2 separate regions of the Mus musculus genome follow, and region 2 is linked to region 1. Evidence: chromatin contacts called from public HiChIP or PLAC-seq data. All regions are on one chromosome and are shown on one strand. The core of a region is the stretch at or near the end of the contact, and the rest is flanking DNA. Distances in the headings are between cores, read along the strand shown. Region 1 holds the start of Cd300lg (CD300 molecule like family member G). Region 2 has its middle 23 kb from the start of Gm39392.

What was found. HiChIP or PLAC-seq counts read pairs in DNA pulled down with a chosen protein or histone mark.
Region 2: a FOXA1 HiChIP or PLAC-seq map of pancreatic cancer cells shows a contact between it and region 1. The contact joins the enhancer-like site here to the promoter of Cd300lg in region 1. A contact is called at or near these places in 12 of 39 promoter capture datasets (the 3T3-L1 cell line, 3T3-L1-derived adipocytes, the HPC-7 cell line and 7 more), 1 of 15 datasets of contacts at CTCF or cohesin (embryonic stem cells), 12 of 484 Hi-C or Micro-C datasets (the 3T3-L1 cell line, the AML12 cell line, cerebellum and 7 more), 2 of 115 datasets of contacts at active chromatin or transcription factors (embryonic stem cells and pancreatic cancer cells) and 3 of 9 other capture datasets (adipose tissue, embryonic stem cells and macrophages).

Annotation. Positions count from the first base shown.
Region 1 is chr11:102,040,205-102,045,144 of GRCm38.p6, forward strand. Cd300lg (CD300 molecule like family member G) reads left to right here and starts at 1,307. Exons shown (of 7, transcript NM_027987.3): 1 at 1,307-1,429; 2 at 2,768-3,100. The coding sequence starts at 1,387.
Region 2 is chr11:101,805,845-101,811,125 of GRCm38.p6, forward strand. No RefSeq gene overlaps it. Among named protein-coding and RNA genes, the nearest start is that of Gm39392, 23 kb to the left of the region's middle. Within about 2 kb of position 1,642, at least 49 of the 459 cell types and tissues checked have an H3K27ac peak or open chromatin away from gene starts, as enhancers often do. A contact at or near this core is called in myocytes and pancreatic cancer cells, where this site is marked.

The DNA.
Region 1 (4,940 bases), core at 57-2,556:
CTCCCTCTAGCGTGCGTTTGTTCTGTTCCCTTGAAGCAATAAGCAAGTCTGCAAAGGGGAAACAAGCCACTGATTAACTTTTGCAAGTGTCCAGCAAGACAAAGCGCTCGGTTCAGGGGACCCGCCTTTCAAAGCAGCTGACCCAAAGCTCCCGCAGAGCTCAGCTCAGCCCTGCTGAAGCCGCCGCCCTGTGGCCAATGACGGTACTGCATCCCAGACAATGGGATGCTGATCAGAAGGGCTATATAATTGGTCTTTAAATTTTTTACCCTTCACACTTCAGCAGTGTGAAGAGAAGAAGCTTACAGATCTCCCACACCCCAAAATAATGGCTCATATGCATATGAAACAAGTTCACGTGTTTAAAATAAAGAAGGGCCGACAAGATGGCCTTTACAAGCCTGATATTCTCAGCTGGATTCCTGGACTCTATGAAAATGTTGAAGGTGGACTCTATAAAGTTGCTTTCTGAAAATATAATTTTAAATTTTTAATAAACTAAAAATAGAGTGTTGGAGAGGTGGCTCAGCGGTTAAGAACACAGGTTGTTTTTCCAGGACCCTGGTTCTATTCCCAGCACTCGCATGGTGGCTCATAGCCATCTGTAACTTCAGCCTCAGGAGATCCAGTGCCCTCTTCTGGCCTCTGTGAGAACTGCGTACACAGGGTGCACAGACACGCAGGCAAACCATCCATGCACATGAAAAATAAATACAATGAAAATAATAAGCTTAAATTAAGATGCTAAAAATAGGGATATAGTTTAAAATATATTATCAGTGATTTACTAATTAACAAATAAGCTTCCATATTTAGTACTTTAATACTCAGATCCAGGGGCAGGTCAAAAAACTAATAATTTCCCAAATAGTGAAGTATTTGGGGATATCAGCAATGACTGGTTGTTCCAGGGTTTGTGATTCTTATAGTAGCAGTGTCAAGTTATGCACACCTCTGAGAATTATTTATTTATTTATTTATTTATTTTGAGACAGGGTTTCTCCGTATAGCCTGGAACTCACTCTGAAGACCAGGCTGGCCTCGAACTCAGAAATCCACCTGCCTCTGCCTCCTAAGCTCTGGGATTAAAGGCATGTGCAAAAGGAAAAACAATATATCAGAGGTTCCCAAAGGCCATGATGAATTACACAGGCAAATCACAGATTAAGGCTAAGTAGGGGCTGGAGATTGGGTGGGTCTGCAACCTGTGGTAACTGGCACTGGGTAGAAGGGGGAAAAGAGTAAAGGAAAAAGCAGAAGGCCCTCCAAGGCGGAGCTGAGCTCGATGGCCCGCCCCCCACCCCTCCCTTCCTGGCTCCAGCCCGGCAGAAGCTAAAGCTCAGAAGAGCTCCCAATTGCAGGCAACTGCAGTGTCCAGCACCCACCATGAGGCCTCTGGTCCTGCTATGGGGCTGCCTGGTGCTCCCAGGTGAGAGGGGTCAGAGGTGGCTGGGATGGAGGGGCTTACAGATGCAGGCCTGAGCACGCTCTTGTGGTCTGTGGTTATGCCTTCCCTCCACACCATGAGGAGGTGGGGTGGGGTGGGGTGGAATACATCCCTATTTCACAACCCATCTGCAGCCCAGCAGCCCTGAGCTCAGCACTTGCTGCTCTTGCACCTTGAGCCCAGGGTCTTTCTCCCTTGGGTTCCCTGGCTCTGCAGAACCTCTCTGACCACAGGGCAGCAAGCATACATCCACTTACCCTGTTAGCTCAGCTAACTTGGTTGAATACCTACTAAGTTTGCTTTTTCTTTCTTTGCTTTCATTTTTTTCTTGCTTTACTTTTTAATTTTATTATTGTTAGTATGTGTGTGTCTGTGTATGTGTGTGTGTGAGAAAGAGAGTATGTGTGGTATATGCATGTATATAATATATATGTATACACACATACATACATACGCATATACACATATACATACACACACATATACATACATATACATATTTATAAAATGTGCGTTCATTGCAAGAGGGCAAAGGGCTGGACAGTAAGTAACCACACTGTCACCCACAGGGAGCAAAGCTTTCTTTACTTTTGTAATTTTTTTATCCTTTCTTTCTCCTTGGCAATGCTTGGGGGAGGGGTGGAACCCAGGCCCCGGAGCATGCTAAATGAGTGCTTTGCCACTAAGCTATATCCCTAGCCTTCTCTCCATTTTATGCTTCAGACAGACTGGCCTTGAACTTGCTCTGATTCCAAGTAACTGAATCAAGAGCACCCCCCCCCCAGGCTGGGTTCATCAGGACACATCTTATAACTAACATCGCATCTTGTAACTGACAGACATCACATCTTGTAACTGACATCAGTTGCTCAGTTGGCCATGTTTGCTTGGTTTTCCCTTAAAAATATATAACATTAACTCACACTGTTTTTAAGGGTTTTGTTACATGTGTTTATCATGTGTGTGTGTGTGCATATATGAGCACACATTAGTCCATGAATGCTGTAGTACATGTGAGGAAGGTCCGTGTACAACGTTTGGGAATCTATTCTCTCCTTCCTGAGGATCGAACTCAGGTTGTCAGGCTTAGCCGCAAGCTCCTCTACCCCTCGAGCCATCTGGCCAGCCTGACTTGTGTCTCTCAAATAACATGTTTGTTCTAAGGTTCCCCAGAGGAAGGGAGAACCCTGGGGGTCTATGGTTTGCCCAAGATGTTCTAACAAGAACGCCTCCCTTCATCCCCATGAAATGGGAACTTCTGCTCTCGGCCTGGTACTTGGATCCGTGGAAATCCCATCTCCTTTCACGCTGCATTTTCAGGTTATGAAGCCCTGAAGGGTCCAAAGGAGATCAGTGGATTTGAAGGTGACACCGTGTCCCTGCGGTGTACCTACGTGGAGAAGATGAAGGAGCACAGGAAGTATTGGTGCCGGCAGGGTGGCATCCTGGTGTCACGCTGCGGTGACATTGTCTACGCAAATCAGGACCAGGAGGTGACTCGAGGCAGGATGTCCATCCGAGACAGTCCCCAAGAGCTCTCGATGACCGTGATCATGAGGGACCTTACCCTGAAGGATTCAGGGAAGTACTGGTGTGGGATTGACAGACTGGGCCGCGATGAGTCTTTTGAGGTTACACTCATTGTCTTTCCAGGTAATGGACTCCTCCCCCTACCTGGGTTGCGGGGGGGGGGGGGGGGGGGATGTAGAGGAGACTAGGATGGGTGAGAGCATCTGAGCCATGGCTTCAGTGTCCCCATTACAGAAGGGGGCAGTCTTGGTACCAATCTCACCAGGCCTCTCCAGGACGTGGGGAGGGACACTCTGCTGAGCACTGGGGACAACTTAGAGAGGAAGCCGCAGTGTGCCTCTGCACTGGCAAGTCTGCCTGTTAGGAGCTATCCTTGTCATTCTTGGCCTAGACATGTTAGGGGAGACTACCATGGGATGGGGACAAGATGACCATCGCAGGGGACAAAGAAGTACCTGCACGTCCCCTGTGTCACAAATATACCCATAGCCTCCTGAGGTCAGGCCAGCTATGGCTGCACCCCAGGCCCGGCCCACAGTGACCCCTAACCATGCACTGGCCTCACCATGCTGATAGCCTCTGCACACTGCTTCCACGTTTTATATCCTGGGGGAACCCAGGGAAAAGACGAGAGGAGGCCAGAGTACAGGCAGCCCAGTCTCTGGTCTGTGAGGGCTAGGTAGCTCTCTGAATGACCACTTCACAAATGGGACACAGAAATTCCGAGATGCTCAGCTTCTGGCCTAAGGTTGAGACAGGAAGCAGAGTGGGCATGATTCAAACACGGATCGATGCCACCTTTATCTCTGTTCAGAAGATGGGCCCAGGAGCCAGGACCCAGTCACCAGTGGGTCTCTGTCACCAGTGGGTCTCTGTGACAATTCGAACTGGACAGTAACAGCAATATCAAAGCCTCACGAGAGCCCATTAGCTTGGAACGTGTGAGATCCAGGGTTCCATTCCTTTTTTTGTTTGTTTTGTTTTGTTTGTTTGTTTGTTTGTTTGTTTTCTGGTTTTTGAGACAGGGTTTCTCTGTGTAGTCTTGGCTGTCCTGAAACTCACTCTGTAGACCAGGCTGGCCTCAAACTCAGAAATCCTACTGCCTCTGCCTCCCAAGTTAAAGGCATTAAAGGCATGCGCCACCACCCCCGGCCAGGGTTCCATTCCTAATGCTGTAGCAATAAATTAACATTGGTGAGTGGGTTCTGTTATCTGAAAGGCTCTCCAATCAATTCCAGCCCTCACCAGTGCAAAATTGTCTAATTTTGATTTTTCTGTCTTTATTTGATTTGTTTTTGTCTATTTTACCTTTTAGATAGATGGTTTGATTAGTATTTATTTATTTATTTATTTATTTAACTTTGTAGACAGTGTCTCACTATGTAGCCCTGGCTGGGCTAGATCTACAGAGATCTCCCCGTCTCTGACTCCTGAGTGCTGAGACGAAGGTCCTACGCCACCACACACCCAACATAGCGTTCTAGTTCTGAGACTCTTGTGTCCATTCTTGCCCTCAGCTTAGTCATTTCTCTGTGTGTGATACGTGTATTTTCATCCTCCCAAGTTGGAGCTGGCTGGCTTCAAAGGGCAGTTTATAGTAACAATGATGAGGGCTGTGTAGGTGACTGCCTCACAACCCCTGGGGACACTGGTCTGCTAGGGCAAACACGTGAAGGAGCGTTTAGCTGAAGTAGACACGGGTGAAAGGCTAAGTCAGACTCAGGAAGGAATATTTCATTGAAGCAGACACAGGAGAGATGATGCTCTGCTAAAGCAAGCACGTGAAAGGACACGTGATGAAGGATTCTTTGCTAGCTAATGGCACTGGGGTCTGTAATATTTATGGGTTTCTATTTTGGTAGCAACATTCCAGCATGATTTCTACCTGCCAGCCACTTAACAAACAGCTCCCAGATTTCCTGAGAAGTTAACAGTCCAGAGTGAACCAGCCGCTTCCAGGGCC
Region 2 (5,281 bases), core at 392-2,891, 230 kb before region 1:
TTTCTCACTTCACTGTGGAGATAAAGAGGCTCAGGGGTGAAGGAGGGTGAGGTGGCTCATTCAGGGTCAACCAGAAGATCACAGGCTATCCTAGACCTCCTGAGTCTGGATTCCAAAGTCTGGATTCCAAATTTTTTAACAAGTTGCTTTGTGTGTGTGTATGTGTGATGAAAGATTATAGATACAGGTATTCATCCAGTGTGTTGTGTACATGATGTGTGAAGTGAAGTGTGTGTGTGTGTGTGTGTGTGTGTGTGAGTGTAGACAGTGCATGTATGAAAGCCACTTTAAAAGGGGCCCACAAGCCGGGCACGCCTTTAATCCCAGCACTTGGGAGGCAGAGACAGGTGAATTTCTGAGTTCGAGGTCAGCCTGGTTTACAGAGTGAGTTCCAGGACAGCCAAGGCTACACAGAGAAACCCTGTCTCGAAAAACCAAAAATAAAATAAAATGATAAAACAAAATAAAAGGGGCCCACAAAGGGGCTGGAGAGATGGCTTAACAGTTAAGAGCACTGACTGTTCTTTCAGAAGTCCTGTGTTCAATTCTCAGCAACCACATGGTGGCTCACAACCATCTGTAATGGGATCTGATTCCCTCTTCTGGTGTGTCTGAAGGCAGCCACAGCGTACTCACACACATAAAATAAATATCTAAAAGGGAGAGGGCATAAGCCTCCCTCTCTCTTTGGTATCTGTGGGCTCATAGGCAGAGAGTGACTTGTAGAGATGTAGGATTCGTCGTCTCTGCCACAAGCATCCAAGTGTCTGAGCTGCTCTAGTGAACTGCCGCCCAGTGTTTTTACAAGGCACCCGCTGACTGCTGAAGGTGAGGACAGGGAAATGGGCTCTGGCCATTCCGGCAGACCCTTTTAGCTGTTGCTCATTCGGGCGCCTCTCAGCCCATCTATGGGTTTCTGGATGGTTTGCTGGAATTCTCTCTGAAATGTGCCAAGCTTCCTGCCCAGGAGAAGACATTCACTTAATTTATTTAATCTGGATGATTTAATTCTCTCATTCAGATGGAACGAAACACAAATTTTGCATTAGAGGGGGCCGAGGGAGAGAGAGGAATGGAGGTTGAAAGGCAGTGACGTCACTATGCCCGCGGCAGAATGTCTCTCCCACAGACCGCGGGCATCCCACATAACTCGGCATTTTGGAAGCCCAAAGAGTAAAGGCCTGGCCGTAGGGCCTTCCCATGCAAAAGAATTGACCGTGTCTGATTTCTGTGTTTCCACTCCGGGCTTAGACTCTCACTGCTTGTACTTCCTAAGCTCCGGGGTCCTCAGCTGCCCCCCTTCGCTCTTGCTCCTCTCCCGGCTCCCTTGAACTTGAGCTCTCTGGTTCGGCAAACATCAGCCCTGCCTCTGCATGTTTCTCACAGTTGGCCCACCCTGTGAGCCCTGCGTGTTCTCAGTTTAGCTTTTGCGTTTCTAGATGCTTTCTCACCCTGTCTCTCTTCTGCCTCTTTCCCTTCCTCCGTCTCTTTCCCGTCCCCTGTATCTTTATTGTGGTGCTTTGTGCACCAAGCTGAAATTCTTTGCACATGTGATTCTCCCCCACATACAGCCACAAGTTTTTTCTAGGCAAGAGAGTGTCTTGCTCATCTATGAATCACCAAGTCCCAGGGCGATGCTCACCACAGAGGAGGTGCTGGGCCAACAGAAGCTTGCTGAATGAATAAAAGAACCCACAAACGGGAGGACCAGGACCAGGATGAACGCCGCAGGCCTCGGGCATGCGCACAGACATGTGCCACCCTCCGCATCTCAGTCCTTCTAGGCTGTGGTCATCACACAGATATCCACCCCCACAAGAGTCAAAGGGCCACCCCTAACTCATGCTCCTGGTTCATTCGTGTTCTGCACACAGTGGCCCTGTGCTTTCAGAAGAACTTTGGGTAGCCAAGGCTGCCCTTTGAATATTGCCCAGGATGAGGGAGAAGGGTGGGACTGGAGGTGCATCCGGCATCCCAGTATGGCCTCCAAGGCAAAAGCTCTGTGGAGGGACCCAGTGGGGGCTACCCTGCCTGTGCTAGCAGGCTGGGGTGGGAGGGTGAGGGAGGAAAAGTCCCACAAGTGATAAAGATCTTGATAAAGATCAAAGCGGTGGGGACAGACGAATGCTCCTGCAGGTAACTGGCTTCTCTATATTCCACTCCTCACTGGGGAATGTTTCCAAGTACCAACATGTTAATAAGTGAATGAACATGCATGTGAATGCTATTTGACCATGGGCACATAATTCCCCTCTGTCCCGCCCATCCTTCCTTCCTTCCTTCCTTCCTTCCTTCCTTCCTTCCTTCCTTCCTCCCTCCCTCTCTTCCCTTTGACAGGGTCTCATATCCAAGGTGAACCCTGAATTATCTATGTAGTCAAAGATGAATTTGAACTTTAGATCATCCTGTCTCCATCTCCGCTCCCAGATGCTGGCACTACAGGCACCTGTCCCTATGCTTGGTTTTATGCTATCCTGAGGACGAATGGGAACCAGAGCTTTGTGATGGCTACCCAAGCTTTCTACCAAGGGAGCCACACCTCCAGCCTGACCCTACCCCTCCTTCCATCTCTCTTTTCTTTCCATGCACGGACTCATGCATGCTAGGCAAGAACTGCACCTCTGAGCTGATATCCCCAGTTTCCCAGGTATTTCTTTAAAACAATTTATGTATTTTTATTTTACGCATGTGAGCGCTTTGCTTACGTGTATGTATATGCTCCGTGTGTGTGCCTGGTGTCTGTGGAGACCAGAAGACAGTGTCAGATCCCGTGGAACTGGAGTTACAGATGGTTGTGAGCTGCCACGTGGGTGCTGGGAACTGAGCCCAGCTCTTCTAGGAGAGTAGCGAGTGCCCTTAACCACTGGACCATCTCCCTAGCTCCTTCCTCCTCCCCTTATAAGGAGGAGTGGATTGGCCTAGTTATCTCCAGGGTCTCTGGTTCTTCTAGGCCCTTTCCCCCTTTGCCTTACTAGTGACCCTGACCCTGCACAAATATAACTTATCACTTGCTTACAATAAGTATGACTATGGCCTCAACACTGTCATTAGCTGAGCTGTCAGTATAGAAAACCCAGTACTCTAAATGAAGTTGAAAAGTTCTCTTTGTGTATGGTTGCGTGTGTGTGTGTGTGTGTGTGTGTGTGTGTGCGCGTGCGCGTGTGTGGTTTTGGGCAGGCTTCTTCTTTTTAACCTTCTACCTCTTGTGTATAAAGTGAAAACAATTATTGTCTTATTTATCACTGTAGCATCAGATGAATGATAGACTCAGGAGGTTTGCCACCTGTAAACGTTACTAAGGAATGACACGTGACAAGCCCCCACATTAGGCGCTGGGTAAATGAGTCTTTCCTGAAGCTCTGCAAGCTTCTCTCTTAATGGACTTTACCCCGGGGCTGCAGGGAGCGTGAGGCAGCTAGGAGTTCCCCATTACTCCATAAAGGCCACCTAAGTGCTTCAACTTTGTCCTCACCCTGCCCCCCCCACATAAGTCAACAGGGTCGGTGGGTGGGGGCTGGGAGGGGGAAACAAAGGAGCTGTTAGCAGGTAGGAGCAAGTCCGCCTGCTATCTGGGCAAGTCACCACCAATAAAACCCAATCAATGCAGCCCTTTTTAAGTTGGTTGGATCAGTGACCCAGAAAATAGCTCCCCCGCAGCAAAGGAAATGATAGTCAATAAACTGAGCCGTCAATGGGAAAAATCTATTAAAGAGAGTGAGATAGCAGGAGACCTCTGGTGTTAACGGAGACCCTTTGGAACAGAGCCATGAAGCCAAGAGCCCATGGTTAACCCTCTCAACTCAAGACCCAGAGTCGCCTCTGTCCCAGCGCCTACAGTGCCTGCGGCTTCTGGTCCCCTCAGATGGCATAGAAGGATCCAGAAACGTGGGTTTCTTTGTGTTTACCAGGTCAAACGAACAGGGGGAGTATCCCCTGTTGGGGGGCCAGCAGGTGTATGTGTAGCACCTGGTACTACCTGCCTGGGGCGCTACAGAGGGATGATACCTTACTCTCCCCCTGGGAAAGCATCTGGGGCGTATGGGGGGGTGCCTCTTGAGTTGCAGATGTCGTTTAGTTGATGGAGCTCCTGGCTAACATGAAGGAAGCCCTGGGTTCAATCTAAGAACTTGGGTTGATAGTGTAAACCGATTATTCCCAAACTCAGGAGGTGGAGGCTGGGCATCAGAGGTTTAAGGTCTTGGTTAAGTAGTCAGTTCAAGGCCAGGTCTGGCTTCATGAGATCCTTGTCTCAAAATAAAATGAATATAGAGGCCACTTATAGCATCTGTCCTGTTGGGAGGCAGGGGACATACCTTAATCCACACCAGGCTGCTCACACCACCTTGCCAGCTAGTGGGGCTTCCCTCCTCTGGTATCGACAAAGAAGAAAATTAGCTTCCAAGAAACCGGGCTTTCTCTCTGTGTGTACTTTCAGCTTTCTTTCACCCAGTGAGGTAGGGACTAGGGACACTAGAGTGAGCCGGCAGGTTTCTTGGGCAAGCTGTATGAACCTAGAAGAATTTGGACAAGATAACAGTTCTCATCATCTGGTCCTAGAAAAGCCACAGTGCTCACCCCAGCCCTTCATGCCACTTCTTTTGTTACCATGGATACCAAGTCACACAGGCTGCCTCTGAGTGCATATCTGCAAAGTGTGTCAGTGGAGCTGAAGATGCTGTTGCAGAGCACCTCTGTGATATCATGCCTAACTTCATCGTCAGCGAAGGACCTCTGGTCACGCTGCTGTGTCCTAGGTCAATGTAGACACATTAAAGTATGTCAAAAGCAGCATGCTGATGCACAGTCGGGGCAGCCCTGAGAGGGACAGGCTTTGGACCAAGGGCTGCGGGGAACAAGACCTTGGCTATGCGGTAGCTGCGTTCTAACCCTCTGATGCTTAGTTCTGTTCTTATGTCTCCTGCGAACATTCTTATGGCGTTACAGTCTCCTTTTGGAAGGGATGGCTTCCTAGGGCCATAGTGCTTCTACATCCCTCCCCTCCAATGTCAGTGAACCATGGGGTAGCTGTTGGCAGCTTTCTGGTCTAGTTGAGTCATTTCTAGGGCCCATGGGTGGGTGTTTATTTTGCAAGTGGCCAAAGGATGCATAAGAATGAGAGTCTCATCCTCCATCAGTCGAGTCTCATGTAGCCCAGGCTGGCCTAGAATTTACTGTGTAGTCCAGGATGCTCACCCTGATCATTCTGCATCTGCCTACTAAGTGCTGTGGCAACAGGTATGTGGTACCACACCATGCTTAAGATGAGTTCAGGGAGGTGAAA